Linked DNA regions of Mus musculus: region 2 is linked to region 1. Evidence: chromatin contacts called from public HiCAR-type data. All regions are on one chromosome and are shown on one strand. Each heading gives the region's core, a stretch centred on a gene start, on an enhancer-like site or on the middle of the called end of the contact. The rest is flanking DNA. Distances are from core to core; before and after follow the strand shown. Region 1 overlaps Sec24b (Sec24 related gene family, member B (S. cerevisiae)). Region 2 overlaps Gm36373 (a long non-coding RNA gene).

Region 1 (2,923 bases), core at 121-2,620:
TTCCTTGTCATAATAATATGGAAGATTCCTGCTCCTCAGAGCTGAGTAAAAGTTATACTTTCTGTTTATTTATAATTACTAAATAAGGTAGGAGAAACTATCTGGGGGCATGCAATACATGTTCTATAGCCAACACAACGATAACTTATAATCAGGTGTAAAGGAGACAAATATCCACTTCCATAATTCAGAGTCTATACACTACTAAGTTAACAATTTACTCCCCCAATAGGTTATTTACCTAATTACAATTCACCTGAGACAACTGACTAAATAAAAACAAATCTTGGAAGTCTTTCACTACCTTAACAATAAAATGTGAAAAGCCCCACACATTCAAATACATAACTCACTCACGTCCTGCCACTACAGTTTTCAGAAGGAACAATGAGGACAACAAGTCAAATCTATGTAAATACCTGTCCTCTGCTTACCTGCCGACTTGGCTCTTTCCTGCCACATTTCCCGTACAATACTGGGAAATACCACGCCTCTGTAGGACCACTCAACCAGTCCAACAAGCCCGGGCAACTGTGCCCGTGACAGCTCAAAGACGACTTTACAGTCCATGAAAGAAAAGCAGGGGAGGAAGTGGACCACTGTCTGACCAGCAGGGGTTGGGGCAGGAGTGGGAGGCTCCTTTCCATTTCTTATTCAGCATCACAGTCTAAGACCCAAGCAGACACTATCAGCCCTTAACCCTCAGGCACATAGAGCTCTGGGAGTTCGCGGCCAGCCTGGTCCACACAGTGGAGTTCCCAGCCGGTCAGGTCTGCACAGAGAAGCTCTCGTCTCAGAAAGGGAAGAAGAATTTTGCTTAAGCACATAGCAAGAGTACACACATGCATTAGAAACCGGATTCTAAGCTTTGACTCTCCTCTCCTGAGCTGGTGACAAACCTCCCCACTCTGCACTCTTGACAGCAGGCAGGAAGCCCTGAGCTAAGGGTCGCCTGTGGAGCTTGAATGCCTCTGGATAAGATGGTCAGCAAATTAGACTGCAAAGCTGGGACTAGTAATACAGCTCAGATTGTTAAGGCACTTGCTACCAAGCCTTGTGATCTGAGGTTGATCCCTGGGACCCATGTGATAAGAGAGAACTGATGTCCCAAAGATGTCAACTGACCTCCATACCTGCCCCCCAACACACGCATGCGTACATGTAAGGCTACATGGCAGAGGAGAATTAAGACTATAGATGGCATTAAGGTATTAATCTGAAGACATCTATTAAAATAGTTCTATTATCCTTAACTATGGAGAGAATTAGAGGCCTGACTATGAAAATCTTTAGGGAATTACTCTATGGTTGGTTCTAAATACAGAGCAAATGGGCCATGAGCCAAGGAATGTGGGCAGCCTCTAAGCTGGAAAAGGCAAAGAAACGCTCTAGAGCCATGGAACAAAAGTATCCTGCAGGGACATCTGAGTTTAGCCCAACTAGACTTCTCACCTACAAATAATAAATTCAGACTGTTTCAAGCAGTCAATTTGTGGCAATTTGTTATAAAAATAGAGTCAAAGGCCCTCCCTGACCTGACTCCTGGGTCACAGTTTGCCTTGCTGTCACGTTGACTGTCAACTGTTGGGTCTAAGCACACCAAGTCCTTTGCATCCAAGCTCAAGAAACCAAAGCTGAGTGTGCCACACTGAGAACACTTGCTGATGAGAAGTCAAACCAAGTGCTGGCCTGGGGAAAGATGTGCAACGTGCATGCCTTGCACACCACACACAACAAGCCACAGCATACTGAGCCTGACCCCTGGGGCCCAGAGGCTAACAAGGACAGAGGTCTGACTTGGCAAAGGCGTCTGAAGCAGGCCAGTGTGACAGTGTCTATAGACACGTGATCAAAGCTTTCAAGAATGGTGATAAAACCAGATGCAAACAATCCCAAACATTGACAAGCCATCCGCTGTTCTGCAAGCCATGCTTCCACACCTCCAAGTCTTTACAAAGCTCATCTCTACCAGGATCCAAACCCTCCCTTCACCTGACCTTTCCTTAACCACTCTTCAGATCTCAGCACAGCTCTGCCTGAAGAAAAGCATTCCCTGACACTGGGCGGATGCAGCTTAATGTTGCTTACATAGTAACCGATCCTCAAGAGAGAGAGCTCTTTTGCCCTTTGTAGCTTCTAGAAGCTGCCCACATTCCTTTTCCCATGGACAGGTCTAATTTCAAACTCTCACATGCAAAGGCTGGGTTGCCTCTTTTCAAGGTCTGCTGCCTGACTCGTAGAAATCGTGATTTCGAAAATCTTAGACTCTAAGTCATCGCCAAGAATTCCTGTACCTGGCACTTATTAGATCACACAACACACTTCAAGAGGAAAACAGGAAACCTCAGGAGTGTCTCCTGCACTTCTGGAGGAACAGACTAAGATGGGTTTTACTAGGCTGTAAAACCTAGAAAAGAATTCAGGACTGACTTTTACTAGAGCAAAGGCTAGACTCCACACTGGCCCCTTCCCTTCTGGAGGCTCCTCGTGGTATCTTCATCTAGACAGCATACAACCATGTTTCTGTTACTGACTTTCTCTGCCACTTCAAACCCCTCATCTCTCTCCAGAAAGAATGGCTACAGTTCTAGCATGCCAGATAGAGCTCTATCTATCTTTGTAGGTACCATACTCTGTGTCTAAGTATGGCTTTCTTGGAATTTGTTATGCAGACCAGGCTGGCCTTGAACTCATAGAGATCCAGGCGCCTCTGCCTTCCGAGTGCTGGGATTAAAGGTGTACACCAGCACCCCAGGCTCAGATCACAATCTTAACTGAACATTCAAAAGTCTAGGCACAATTCTTTATTTAGTTGGTTATTTATTTTTTACTTTGTGAGACACTACCTCACTATGCACCTTTGCCTGGTTGAAATGCACTATTTACACCAGACTGGCCTCAAACTTTCAGAAATCTCCAGAGT
Region 2 (2,923 bases), core at 248-2,747, 630 kb after region 1:
CACTGTCCTATCACGTGCACTTGAAAGAATACTTCACAACTGTCAGAATCCTTTAGAAGAGATAAACTTAGTCCCCTGAGCATCTATGACAACGTGCGTTACAAAGTATCCCTCATTTCCGTGGACAGAAGCAACACAGGCACTCAAGTAAACTGCCCAGTAAGCAGAGCAAGTCAGTGGTGATAGGTGCACGAAGACTCTGGACAACGTCAGCCCTCTATACCTATTGCAGTTTCTCCTTTATCCTAGGCTGTAGCCTCCCCCAGCCTGAAGCGGGCTGGCACAGACCTTGTCGCCAATGAGGTGGAGCCACCTGCGGTGCAGCTTTCCAACTTGGCTGGCTCCTTTTGAAGTGACAACTGCCCTGCTCTTCTGCTACCTGCAGAAGGAACAGAGGTTGAACCTGTCTTCCTGAGGCATTCCTGAATAAGCAACCAGCCTGGCGACCAAGTGCTGGCAGAATGGCTCCAGGCACCAAGAATGGACTGGCGGGGGTTAGGGGGGCTTCCCCCTTATAAGCAAGGTCTCTTAGTAAACTCTCGGGCCTTGATCAGAACCTTTGTCTTGGCTTCATTATCTTTTCTCGAAGTCTAAGTGTCTTTCAGCCCAGCCTGCCTCCCGGGTGTACCCGGTTCATGTAGGCCGAGGGACAGCATACAACACTATGCCAATCAATGGGATGGGTGGCACCACTGTAAAGAAGAGAAGACAGAAGGGAATGGAAAGTATTTGTTTAAATTCCCACATAGAAAGGGACACAGCAGGGCCTTGAGCCTGTCTGGGCTGGCTTCTAAGAGTGAACTAGTGTCAAAGCCAATTATCTGACTATAATAGGGAAAGGCCAGAGCTATGGGGTCTGAGGAGCCCTGCACTTTCTTGCCAGGCATGTGACACCGTGGCTGCTCTTTCCCCAGGCCACTTCTTAGGGCTGTCTTTGCAGCCCACCACATTGATGGATAACTGTCCCTCTTGGACAAAGTATGGGTTTGCCTCCCTTCCCTTCCACACACTATAAAACAGCACATCACTAAACTCAGTGTTCTGCAGCTAGGAGCCAGCTACCCATGTGCGCAGCATCTATCACTACCCTGTGGGGCTTGGCGAGTGTTGTCCCCACGCTGCTTGCTCCGCTGTAACAAAGTCCTTTGTCTTTGACCCAGAAGTCTCAAGTTTTCTGCCAATATCCATGAAACAGTAACAGACCCAGATTATTAACTGACAAACAGAGCCTGGCACTGTTTGTTTTAGAAGAAGTGACCCAGGTTACAAAATAGAACAAAACACAAATGCTGTCAAAAATCACGGTGACTGTCAATTCACTAAGTGTTCATGGAACGCAAGTGACACAGATGACGATCAATTAGTTGGAAGCCTGTTTACTGTCAAATAAAACTTTACGTGACTCAGCATTTTGGATGAAGAAAGAAGCCCTATCCTGGTGATGTGTGTACTATGCGCTTGATTTACCATGAGGCTTGCATAGCCTTGGTCCCTCTACCAATGGCGCTCACTGAAATAAAGCAAACAGTGAAAACCCTTGAGATTAACTACAGGAAGTCAGAGGAATGGCATGTGCGGATCAAACCAAGGATGCCAGTACTCAGAGTCAGTTCAAGAACGATGGAGGAAGCTGGCAGAGTACCTCCCTGGCTTGTGGGGTCCCAGATTCAACTGCCAGCCTTAAACGGGGTGGGGCTAAGAAATAAGAAATCCACCAAAGAGGAAAAGTAGAAATGACGCCAACTAACCTGGGCTACTCAGTCAATTAACCCGTTCTTGAGTGTATTTTCCTGACGAGTTTAATGCAGCCAGGTACTGAAGAGCTATTGAGCGTGTATTGTGTCCCACACACTAAGCTGCACCTCTGATTTCAGGTAGTTCATGTCTAGATAAACAAACAAGTCGGTTATGAAGCACATTAAAGAGAGGCAAGTGCTATAGAAACAGGGGAGACTTGATTTTTCAATGGGAGATAAAGGAAGACCTCATTGTAAAACGTGTATTTGGAAGAGGAAAGGGCGTGAGCCACTCAGGTAGCGTGAGAGTGAGGCCCCTAGCCTGGCTATGAATGTCACGACCAGAGGTGAGCAGTCGAATGAAGCCAACCAGCAGACTAGGAGGTGAGGTCAGTAGTTACGGGGGCAGAGGGACTCTTAAGAAGGGACATATAGGCTCCCTGTGGGACCATGGCAAGGACTTGGGCTTGTGTCCTGTGAATTTTATCTGAACGATTTTAACCAAAAGTACACAGTCATAACCAGTCAAATGAAATACCATTGGCAAGTGGGGCTCAAAGGCTGGGAATTAAGTGATCCTGTTCAGTATCTAAGAGTTGGGGTTACATTTCTCCTGTCCTGAAATCATCTTGCCTAATAGGTCTTCCGGTTACCTGCCCTGCCGGGGTAGGAACCTTGGCTTGAGAGATTTTTTTTTTCTTACACTCCAAGAAGATTCATCCAATCTATGCCCTAGCCACCTGTGGACCATCTGCCGTAAACACATCTGCTGGGTTGACACCCAAGCCACCTGGATTGGAGCTGGGTGTTCGAAAACATCTCCTGAGAGTGTTGAGTTATCATCTAAAGTGGCTTATCACAACTGCTGGGCTCTCATTAGTTAATAAAAGGTTCTCGTCTTTAAGTTCACTGTAACTTCATGGCTGAAGACATGAGCCACCTTCATGAACATAATGTTTTATTTGTGCCTCAGTTCTTTAAAATCAATATGGATGCTACATCATGCCAAAGAAGCCAAGTGTGCAAATGCACAATTTAGGTAGAGTCAAATAAGCTTGCTTGCAAAAGAAAACTGTATGAAAACATTTTTCCAAATCTCAGTGAACTAAAATGCCATGTTAACTATAAGTTGCACTGAGGGACAGGCATAGACTTTGCTAATGTTGTAGCTGTCAGCACTAGTTCTT

Evidence for each region. HiCAR-type assays count read pairs that join an accessible place to other places.
Region 2: a HiCAR-type map of kidney shows a contact between it and region 1, with 5 times the contacts expected there. The contact joins two enhancer-like sites. A contact is called at or near these places in 25 of 39 promoter capture datasets (the 3T3-L1 cell line, 3T3-L1-derived adipocytes, the C10 cell line and 15 more), 1 of 15 datasets of contacts at CTCF or cohesin (stem cell-derived epiblast-like cells), 3 of 484 Hi-C or Micro-C datasets (the G1E-ER4 cell line and embryonic stem cells), 22 of 115 datasets of contacts at active chromatin or transcription factors (astrocytes, craniofacial prominence, embryonic basal ganglia and 15 more) and 3 of 9 other capture datasets (adipose tissue, embryonic stem cells and liver).

What each region holds. Positions count from the first base shown.
Region 1 is chr3:130,051,756-130,054,678 of GRCm38.p6, forward strand. The region is part of intron 1 of Sec24b (Sec24 related gene family, member B (S. cerevisiae)); the gene reads right to left. Among named protein-coding and RNA genes, the nearest start is that of Sec24b, 7.7 kb to the right of the region's middle. Within about 2 kb of position 1,371, at least 56 of the 459 cell types and tissues checked have an H3K27ac peak or open chromatin away from gene starts, as enhancers often do. A contact at or near this core is called in kidney, where this site is marked.
Region 2 is chr3:130,683,729-130,686,651 of GRCm38.p6, forward strand. All of the region lies in intron 1 of Gm36373 (a long non-coding RNA gene), which reads right to left. Among named protein-coding and RNA genes, the nearest start is that of Gm36373, 7.5 kb to the right of the region's middle. Within about 2 kb of position 1,498, at least 11 of the 459 cell types and tissues checked have an H3K27ac peak or open chromatin away from gene starts, as enhancers often do. A contact at or near this core is called in kidney, where this site is marked.